Linked DNA regions of Mus musculus: region 2 is linked to region 1. The links are chromatin contacts, called in public HiChIP or PLAC-seq maps. All regions are on one chromosome and are shown on one strand. Each heading gives the region's core, a stretch centred on a gene start, on an enhancer-like site or on the middle of the called end of the contact. The rest is flanking DNA. Distances are from core to core; before and after follow the strand shown. Region 1 has its middle 13 kb from the start of Gm39349. Region 2 overlaps Gm34828 (a long non-coding RNA gene).

Evidence for each region. HiChIP or PLAC-seq counts read pairs in DNA pulled down with a chosen protein or histone mark.
Region 2: a contact with region 1 is called in a FOXA1 HiChIP or PLAC-seq map of pancreatic cancer cells. The contact joins two enhancer-like sites. A contact is called at or near these places in 2 of 39 promoter capture datasets (both in liver), 5 of 484 Hi-C or Micro-C datasets (group 2 innate lymphoid cells, liver and myocytes), 6 of 115 datasets of contacts at active chromatin or transcription factors (CD8 T cells, embryonic basal ganglia, embryonic forebrain and 3 more) and 2 of 9 other capture datasets (adipose tissue and embryonic stem cells).

The regions. Positions count from the first base shown.
Region 1 is chr9:61,349,991-61,354,996 of GRCm38.p6, forward strand. No RefSeq gene overlaps it. Among named protein-coding and RNA genes, the nearest start is that of Gm39349, 13 kb to the left of the region's middle. Within about 2 kb of position 1,306, at least 45 of the 459 cell types and tissues checked have an H3K27ac peak or open chromatin away from gene starts, as enhancers often do. A contact at or near this core is called in pancreatic cancer cells, where this site is marked.
Region 2 is chr9:61,807,108-61,812,310 of GRCm38.p6, forward strand. The region is part of intron 3 of Gm34828 (a long non-coding RNA gene); the gene reads right to left. Among named protein-coding and RNA genes, the nearest start is that of Gm34828, 13 kb to the right of the region's middle. Within about 2 kb of position 1,639, at least 47 of the 459 cell types and tissues checked have an H3K27ac peak or open chromatin away from gene starts, as enhancers often do. A contact at or near this core is called in pancreatic cancer cells, where this site is marked.

The DNA.
Region 1 (5,006 bases), core at 56-2,555:
AAAAGGAGAATGAAAACCCGCAAGACAGCTCAGTGGGTGAAAGAGCTTGGCGGGGCCAGCCCGGTGACATCTGTTCAAGCTCTGGAACTCAAAAAAGGCGGAAGGAGAGAACCAACCCCAAAAAGTTGTTTTCTGTCCTCCACACACTGTCCCTACACACACACACACACACACACACACACACCTTTAAAGCTGAGTAGGAATGAAATCCTTTGCTGGGGCGTGGTGAGGGGACTGGGAATGTGCACATTCAGCAAGTTCCGCACAGCACATGGTACTGGATGCTCAATGCATGCCTAGTGACAAACATCCAGGTAGCTCCAAATGCTCTCTCTGCCCCCTTTTTCTCTTTTCCTTCCACACTTACTCTCTGGGTCCCTACTGATTGTGGTGAGAAGAGAAAGCCTTCATAGAATGGATGATGATCGGACCCAGTATATGAGAAGAGGTGACTCGAAAGGAGGGAAGGTGTGGACAAAGGCTGGGAAGACCATGTGCATAGTCAGCAATGCAGGGACAAATGTCACAGCAGAAGGTCACTCACGGATACTACCTACCTTCAGTAGAGGGCTATCCTCAGCACAAGAGAGAAAGAGCTGCATTCTGAAGTCAGTGCGCCAATCAGGAAGATTCCTTGATATGCCTGCCCATAACCCTGAACTGCGAAAATTTTCCTTGGGAAATGAGTCAGAGTTGGGTGAACAGAAACTTAGTTCTGAGCACTGGGAGATGGCTTGGTGGATAAGAGTGTCTAATGTTCACACATGAGATCCTAAGTTCAAATCCCCAGGACCTATGTGGAAGCCAAGTGACCCTCTTGTAACTCTAGCACTGAGGAGAGTGGAAACCAGGGATTCCCAACTAGCACAACCCTCAACTGGGAGCTCCAGCCTCAGTGAGACCCTGTCTCAAGGGGACAAGGCAGACAATAGCAGGTCAGAGCACCTGATGCCCTCTGCCGCTAACTAATTCATGTGAACAGTCATGTGCCACCACTACCCTCAGCCTTAAGACAAAGGTGAGAGAGACAGAAACTTTTATGTGAGACCTAGCTCTCTGCTGAGGCCTACACCTCCTGACTGAAGTCCCGAGTCCCCTCCAAAGTCCTAGGACATTCTCCCCAAAGCACAGAGCCTAACCTTCTCTTTCCCTTCTGTTGCCAGAGGCTGCATTTCTGGGTGACCACATTTGCCCCCGGGATAAGTCTTTTCCCTTCTATTTGCATTAGTAACTGCTCAAAGTCCCACGAGGCCCTGGAGCCCAGCCAGCCACATCCTCTCACACTGGACCAATTGTTTGTGGCAAATGCCTTGCTTTTGAACTCTGGACCTCTGAGAGGAAACAGTTTCAATAGGAATAACTCGGAACTCTCCCAGGCCCTGCCATCTGGGCGTCTGGAATGGAGCTTCCAGGATATATGGCTCTTTTGAAGGAAGCCCATTCAATGGATGATTGTACTCTCATTTAATATGCCTGGGAGTGGTCTTGTATACTGGCCAGTGGAGGGTTTTTTTTTTTTTTTTTCATTCAACACTTACTGATCTCTTACTGTGACTGAGATACTGAGATGGATATGGGGGGGAAAGCAGGGACCTTATTTCCTTACTATTTACTTATTTACTTGGTCGGTAGGTCATTTCACAAGCACCCACGCTGGTCATGAACTCACTAGGTAGTCAAGGATAAACCAGAACTTCTTTCCTCCTGTCTGCACGTCTGGAGTGCTGGGATTACAGATGTGTGCCCCACATTTTATTTAATTCCTGCTTTTGGTGGGTTTGGACAAAGAGCATGAAGTATTAAATTCTATTTCATGGGGTCATGGGGCTGAAGAGATAGCTCAGCAACTGAAGAACACTTATTCCCTTTGTAGAGAACCCAAGTTCAATTCCCAACACCCACATAGTGGTTCATAAACTTCTGTGACTCCAGTGCCAGGGGACCCAAAGCCCTCTTCTAACCTCCTCAGGAACCAGTCACACACACATGGTGCACACACATCCATGCAGGTGAAATACCCATAAAATAAGATAAATAAATGTAAAAATATTTTTAAAGTTATTGTTCTATAACTTCCTTGGTGCACTGCGTAGGGCAAAAGATGAGTTTCTGGCTCTGAAATGTAGAAGGTTCCAGAATGTTAAGGAATGACTGTCAAGGATGGGAGATATTTCTCAGGTCTCCTCTTTGGGTCCCATAGCAACCTACGACAGAGGCTGATAAAGCCCATTGCCTAAGCCCCTCCCCACAGTGATCAAGGACCTGAACACTCATCCCACGTCCCTTGACTCGGGTCACTGGACAGCTCCTGACCTCTCAGGCCACCATGGATACCACACAAGCAACCTTGCTCAATCCTCCCAGAACTGTGCTGAGCTTCCCTCATTTGTCTTCGAGTGTGTGGCGTGTAGGAGATGGGGACCCATTTCTGGGAGACTCAAAAGCCAGGCCTGCCTGGGATCTCCATCTGCCTTGATTTTCTGGCTCAATAAAAGAGACTGGGCAGACAGAAGTGACCTCCCTTGGCAATGTGCAGATAAATGATAGTTCATGTTGGCCTTGGGGTTAAGGGTTGGGACAGTCGGGGAAGCACAGGAGCCAATCTCTACTCTTGAACCCATTCCCACCCAACTGGTCTCTCTCAATCATCAAGTTTCCTCCACCCCACCCCAAATTATTCACAGCCATCCACCCTAAACCCCAAGAGGAGTGCTAGTCACTTTCTTGACCTTGGTCCAATCAGATCTTAGACATCACTTTATAGAAGAAGCAGTAGGCTAAGCAGTAGGCCTATCCAAGCTGTGTCGAATAACCACACACATCACAGGATAGCTAAGAAGGTGACTCAATACAAGGTCATGACATTGCTTAAAATATGAGGGTTTCTTTTAAAAGACACATTTTCTTTTATAAGTTGATTGCACTGCCATAAAGCCTGAACTTTGCAGATGCAACACCATTGCCATGTCAAAGGACGGGGCATCTCTAGATTGGATTCTTCCTCAATCATCTTGGAATCTGACCTCCTGCCCCAAGCTATCTTACCCTCCTACTAGGAAAGAAGGAGCCCAGGGAGTCCGGGTCCATAAAGAGAAGGTGCCAGAATCCAAGGCTCCAAGCCTTCCCCCTCTGACTTTTGCTCAGTCTTGTATCCTGAGGGGAAGTCCCTGGCATCCCTTGGGTGCCCCTCCTAACCTAAGAGCACTTATCTCTATCAAGGGGCAGGCTGGGGGTGGGGTGGGGGTGGAGAGGCTAATGAACAGTCTGCCAAGGGCTTTGAAGATGAAAAGCAGCCTTCAAGTGTAGCCTATTATCCCTCAACATCACTGGAGATAATGAGATCCTGGCTCCTAGAATCAGGTAGAAAGGAGAAGCGTGAGGGCAGGGGAGAAGGTGGAGGGAGGGTGCTCTCTCCTTCACCTTCCCTGGCAAACCCACAGGCTGAAAGCATATGACCTGAGTGTGACCTGGGTCCCTGGTGCACTCACCAACCAGCAGCCTGAGTTTCTACAAGATGGAGGCCCAGTGTCTACAGGGTCCTGAGGAAAGAGGAGGAATGGGAAGGGGTCAGTTGGGGTCTAGGCCTCTTTGACTCCACAATATCTCTAGCATTGCGCCCAGAGCCTGGCACCAATGCAAGTGACCTAGGAGTGTCTGGAGACAGAGAAGCTGCCTCTGGTCTGATTTTCTTGGGTTCTAGGACTTTGGCACAAATAGCAAGGATGATCCCTCTGGAACCTCAAGAGTTTCCAAAAACCATATCTCTATCTCTGTTTTACACACACACATACACACACACATATACACATTCACACATGTATACACACATACAAATATATAAACAAATACACACATCACACATTCACACACACACGCACACGCACACGCATACATAGTACACACACCCAAAGCCCTGCACAAGGTTGGGTAGGGCAGCTGGAGCTCTGACAGAAGTCAACCTCTTCTGTCCCACCCCCACTGGTACCTCCAGGATCAATCTCATTTGCCTCTGGACTTTCAGTGCCAGCCAGCCACTGGGGCAAAGTCATATTAGATGCAAACTCAACAGTCTTGAAATTAACTGGTAATGATATTAGATTAAGGGGACCTTGGCAAAGTCCTGTCAAAGCTTAACACAGAGGCTGGGCATTGAGTTCATTTGGCAGAATTCCTGGCTAGCATGCAGGAAGCTCTGGGTTCTGTCCACAGTACTGTATAAACTGGGTGTGGTATCACAGCACCCAGAAGGCAGAGGCAGGAGGATTAAAAGTTCAAGGTCACCCTCAGCTCCATAGTGAGCACAGTGCCAGCCTGGGCTAATGAGATCTGGTCCAAAACAACAACCAGGCCTAACACTTGATTCCATCTTTGCTGCTGGGACAAGCTGGTTTGTGGGTTGCAACTCCCAGGGGCTTTGCTAAGAACACAGAGCTGGGCTCGGAGGGCTGCTGAGAGAGAGGAAGGATGTGTAGCAGCTGCAGCCCCTAAGAGACTGGCAAGGATTGCAAGCTGGCAAGGCTGAACACGGAAATCAATTGTCCCTGTGGGGAGGATGTAGGAAGAAGGTAGAGCCCCAAACAGCAGAGAGAAAGGGCTGGGAAAGAGTTCTCCAGGAGAGTGCTTCTCTCACCTTTCCTGCCATAGGCCCCTTCCTGCCTCTCTCTACACCCTTTCTCTCTCTCCCTCTCCCCCACTCCTATGTGTGTGTGTGTGTGTGTGTGTGTGTGTGTGTGTGTATGCTTGTACAAGCATGTGCACACATCCAAGCAGGTGTGAGTGGAGGCCAGAGGTCATGGTTAGTTGTCTTCCTCTGTCATTCTCTGCTTTGTTTTTTGTTTTCTTTTGGTTTTTGTTTCCTTCCTTCCTTCCTTCCTTCCTTCCTTCCTTCCTTCCTTCCTTCCTTCTTCCTTTTTCTCCTTATTTCCTTCTTTCTCTCCCCCAACCCCCCCCCCGACAGTTTCTCTGTGTGGCCCTGGCTGTTCTGGAACTCACTCTGTAGACCAGGC
Region 2 (5,203 bases), core at 389-2,888, 460 kb after region 1:
CTCTAGGCTGGGCTATGTCCCGAGCCTTCCCAGATATCCCTTCTTATACAATCAACCTCTGGAGGGGACAGGACCCCATTTCCACACATGGCCTCACAAATGGGGTACCCATATAGGAAATACTTCTATCTTTGGGCCGATTCAGCTAAGCAGGCCCCAACCAAGTCTATGAAGAAATCAGCAGCAGCTCTGAAGAATGGCTTGGGGACAAGAAAGAGGCTAACAGCTATGAGAACCAAACAGGCAGATACCTGCTTGGATGTCCTCACATCACCAGGGGTGAGGGGAAGGCTGAGTGGGGTGGAGGAGGGGCCGTCTTCAGTCTGCATAAACATGGCCCTGTACCAACATCCTCTTGCCTTCAATCCTGACACAGGAACATATCTCCATCCTTTGCCATATGTGAGCACAAAGGAGCTTCCCCTCCCTCCTTGCCAAAACGCCATGTTTCAGAGCCAAAGCTTGTGGTCAGGCATTCACATACACGCACACATACCCTCAAAACTGCTCAAGGGTGGCCTCCCTTTGTGCTCCAGGGTCAACAGAGCACTCAGCTTCCAGAGGAGGGATAGTATCTAAAACTTGCATGGTACCTCATTCTCTGAATTCCTGAACTCACCTCTGTCTGGGAGTGGCAGGAGCCTTGAGTGGCAAAGACTCGAGGGTTAGGACATTAGGACATGGCTAAAGTCATTGGGTACTGTCTCCGGTGTTCCAGCTCAAATCTGGTATCTAGGACTGGTGATTGTGGCACCAGAAGCCCAAGCCTTGTGCCTTCCCCAGTCTACAAATAGTCTGTGTACCACACACCCCATCAAGTACAAAGAGGGACTCTACAGTGTTCCATGAAGAACCAAGACACAGCCTGTTCCCCCACCAACCTGCCACATGCCCTCCCACAAACCCAGCCTTGTCCACGTACAGGGGTCAAGCTCACCCAGGCCCATCCTTGGTGGCCCAGAAGAAGAAGCAAAACCAAGGACAGACTTCTATAAATAGGTACATCGTTCTGGGAAGGTCACCACTCAGAGCCACGAGAGCCCAAAATTCTCTAGAGACAAACATGGGACATGAGCTGAGACGCAGCCACCTCGCTTCTTGAGGCCAGGCCGGGCGGTGGCCACAGCTGGCTGGTCAGCTGCTGAATGGCCTTCGGGCTGCAGAAATACTTGCACACTGCGTTTTCTTTTCAAGGGGGCTGCCAGTGTGGACACAGAGGAAAAACGGGGAGCTGGAGGCCCAAGAGACATGGAAGGGAAACCTTCTCCCAACTCTGACCCTGAGTTCCTCAGTCTAACTAAACAACCTGCCAGTTGGATCTCAGCAGGGGGAGGCTTTCCCTCCCTGCTTCTCCGATGGACATCTGGCAACCACTCTAACATTCTGGGTAGAAAACGCAGAGGGGTGAAGGCAGGTTGCTAGATGTGCTCAGATGTACCACAAGGAATCCTGAAGCCGACTGTTGGCACCCGCTAGGTAGGAGTCCCTGTTAGCCCTTCTCTCCTGGGCCCTCCACCTACAACCCCACCTCCTTCCTTCCTTTCCAAGGGCCCCTGACAAGGCAGCCACAGCACACAAGCACTCCTAGCTACGCAAATAGCAACTCCTTCTTTTCTGGTGTTTGCTTAGCCAATATTGACTCTGCGGCCTAACACTGGTGCTATTGAGCTGGGTTCTTCTCGATATTGTTTGAGCAGCATTAGCAGAGCCTGTGATAACCAACAGCAGGGCAGGAAGCCACCCTGCCTCCCCCACCCTTGCTCCCCAACAACCCCCCCCCCACACACACACACAACCCCTCCCTGTGAGAGGCTCCTGTAAAGACAGAGGAACCTAAGGCTGGCTCCTCCACTGAGCAAACACAAGAGGGGAGAGAGGGAGCATGCTCTCTGGCTCAGTCAACACTCCAGAGGAGTCACAGCGACTGGAAAGGTTACTAGGGGAGGTTGCCCTTTAGGGGTGGGGTCAGTAAAAAGGGAAGGTAAAGAAGTCTGGGGCTATTAGCCAAACCCTGTAGTTGGCATCTATGGGAAAGGCCTGTGGGGACTGGTACTCACGGGCCCCGGGTGACTAAGCAGAGAATCGATGAATCCCCTCATCAGCCGAGCATGACAGATGAAGGCCTACTGGACGTCAATCACCGTAGCTTAGTGGGAGGGGCCTGCAGACAAGCCCTTGCACCTACCATGTTTTAATGACATAGATTTAGAAAAAAAATTCCTCGCTGTGGGCTTTTGTGGGCTTGCTTTGATGCTGCTATGAGTTCATATTTAAGAGTAACTCTCTCCTCTGGAAAGAATGGTTTTGGCAGCCCTAATGATATGCCACCATTAGATGTTCTCAATGGTCATCCCAGGAGACGGGCCATGGTGACCTCCATTCATATTTGGGTATAGGGATAGGTGTCAGGATCATTCTGGGGGCCTACCCAAAGCAGGGGTGGTCGGGGAAAAGCCACAGTGGTCGTCAGCCTTTGGGGGTGCCCTGGGTGATATAGAGGAAGGATGCATATCAGCCGGAAATGTGGCTCAGCCGGCAGATTACTTGCTCAACACCACATAAACTAATATGACGGAGACCGTCTGTAATCCTGGCACTCCAGAGATGCAGGCAGGAAAATCAGGAGCTCAGAGTCATCTTTGACTACATGGTGAGTTCAAGGCCAATGTGGGACACATGAGACCCTGTCTCAGAAAAAAGATGGGGGTGGGGGGGACACATTCAGTGTCACATACATAGCTTCCAATCTCAATGGAGAGCAGAGAAGCTCATGAAGCCAGTATGGGATGAAGGCTCAAGGCGGCGTTAATAAGTGCTTAAAGATGACTACCTCACAAGGTTGTGCCCAACTTCCCACACCACAACCAGCCATTCCTGAGACTAGACAGCCACAGGATATCCAGGGGCAAGGCACCCACATAGGGTGGCTTTTCATTGCCCACAAGTAAAGCAAATTCAGACTTAGCACTTTTGGAACAGGATCCATGGCCTAACTCTAGGTCAGTATTAAAGCGGTTGCCAGCATCATCAAGGGGACATTCTAGAAATTAGCTTCAGCCTGCCCCAATGGTCTGGGAGCACCAAAATGGTCATTTGCAAAAATTGGCCATTAGCATATTTTACTAACTGTTCTCTCTGAAGACTTGGTAAATGAGGGAGAAATGCCTCACAAATCAGCTGTTATGTAGGCCCCTGTGACAACCTGGACTACAAATCAGCTGTCACGTAGGCCCCTGTGACAACTTGGACTCCAAGCTTGGGAAGTTCTTTTTTGTTAAAAATACAGAGAGGGCATCTTCTGCGAGCCTGTGACTATTTCATCCAATGGCAAAGCCATCTGGGTTCCTTATCTTCTGACACTGTAGCAAACATGCCCACCTCGTCAGTGCTCTCTTCTCTGAGGAACACCCTCTCGTCTACATCGTCCCTTTGGCCACAACCCATTCTTGGCTATAACTGATGAAACAGAGATGCTGTTCTGACTCAGCCTTGAGAATTCTGCCAAAGCCAATGTGGTAAGGGATTACTCCTGGGGTTATACGTGAAGAGGTTGTGGAACCTTCAGGAAATGCTGAAGGGACTCTGGCCAGCTCAGTCTGGCAAACATGACTCTGGCAGGCCTTGCCCTTCTCCCTTATTCTCTCTGCCTTGCTAAAAAAAAAAAAATCACAGTAGATTACAATCCTAAAGCTAGCCACCATGGTCTATTCCCTTACTTGGCTTCTTCCTCCTTCTATGGCTGTTTACCAAGGTCCAGCTCTCAAAGTATTGAGATGCAGCAATCAAAAGCCCCTTTGGCTCACCTACTTAGCATGCCCAATCAAAATTAAATGCCTCATCCTAACACAGGGTTTCCCCTTTTACCTTTATAAACCACCACATGCCTGTGTGTCACATCTGTCTCCTCTCTACCCAGAGGCAATCTGGGACAAATAGCCCTGTCCTCTTTCCCCTGTTCCCTTCCTCTTCTCCCTCATCCCCTGGCTACTGTCCCTTATCCCTGCCTTCTGTCTCTCTGGGGGCAAATAAATCTCTTTTGTGCTGAGAACTTGGTCTTGTGGGTCCTGAGCCGATCTCTTACAAGTGCAGCCTATCTGGGGGTCTTTAGGTCCTTTGGATACACGCTCTTGAAGGGAATTGTGGAGCTCTGCCCCTTCCACTTTCCCTTCCCAGCACCCTGACCATGTGACAAATAGTTCTGATGTCCTCTGCCCTGCCTACCATGGCATGCTACCTCAGCACGGCCCCCAAAGCTTAGAGGATAAGCAGGAAGCAGAATTGAAGCCTCCAAAGCTGAGAGTGGAAGCCAACCTCTCTTCTTCATAAGCCGACGGCCTGTGGTATTAATACAGCAACAGAAATTGACTGACACAGACCTGAACTGAGGAAAGGCACCTCATTGGTTAATCAGGGGCCAATCAGATTCTTTTTCTAGGAACTCGAAAGCATCATCCAAGTATCATGTCCTGGTTGAACTGAATACTTTTAGACCTAGGGAAGGTGGGACAAAGAAAGCCAATCTGCAAAGGAAAAAAGCCGAACAAACCAAAATGAGCTTAGCTAGAGATCCAGAGGAGAGTCAGGGGACAGGCCTAGTGTCTATGAGGGCTTCTAATGGGGCATCTCTCCAAGACTGGCTGTCATCCCACCTCTGAGTGCAATGAGATTCACTAAACTAACAAAGTCACAATAATATAAAGCTAAGTTTAGAGAGAGGCTGGGAATATGGCTCAGTTGGTAGCGAACTTGCGTAGCATGCTTAAAGTCCTGAATTCTATCCCCAGCACCACATAAACCTGGCGTGATGGTATACACCTGTAATCCGGGACTCAGGATGTAGACGCAGGAAGATCAGAAGTGCAAGGTCATCCTCAGCTACATAGTGAGTTCGAGGCTACATAAGACCTGTCTAGAAAGGGATTAGAAGCTGAGCAAAGTTTATACCAATTCTGTTTCTTAAAAACTAATGGTTTTGGAGCAACACATCTAGTGGGACTTCACCTATTTCCAGATTTTGCTTAGCAATACTGTGTTGCACACTCTTCTTACATAGCTGGGATCTCATTTGGGGCCTTCATCCCCTGTCAGCTCTCTTCCATAGGTAAGCTGTCTTTTTGTTTTGTTTTGTTTTGTTTTGTTTTGTTTTGTTTTGTTTTGTTTTGTTTTGAGACAGGGTTTCTCTGTGTCACCCTGACTGTCCTGG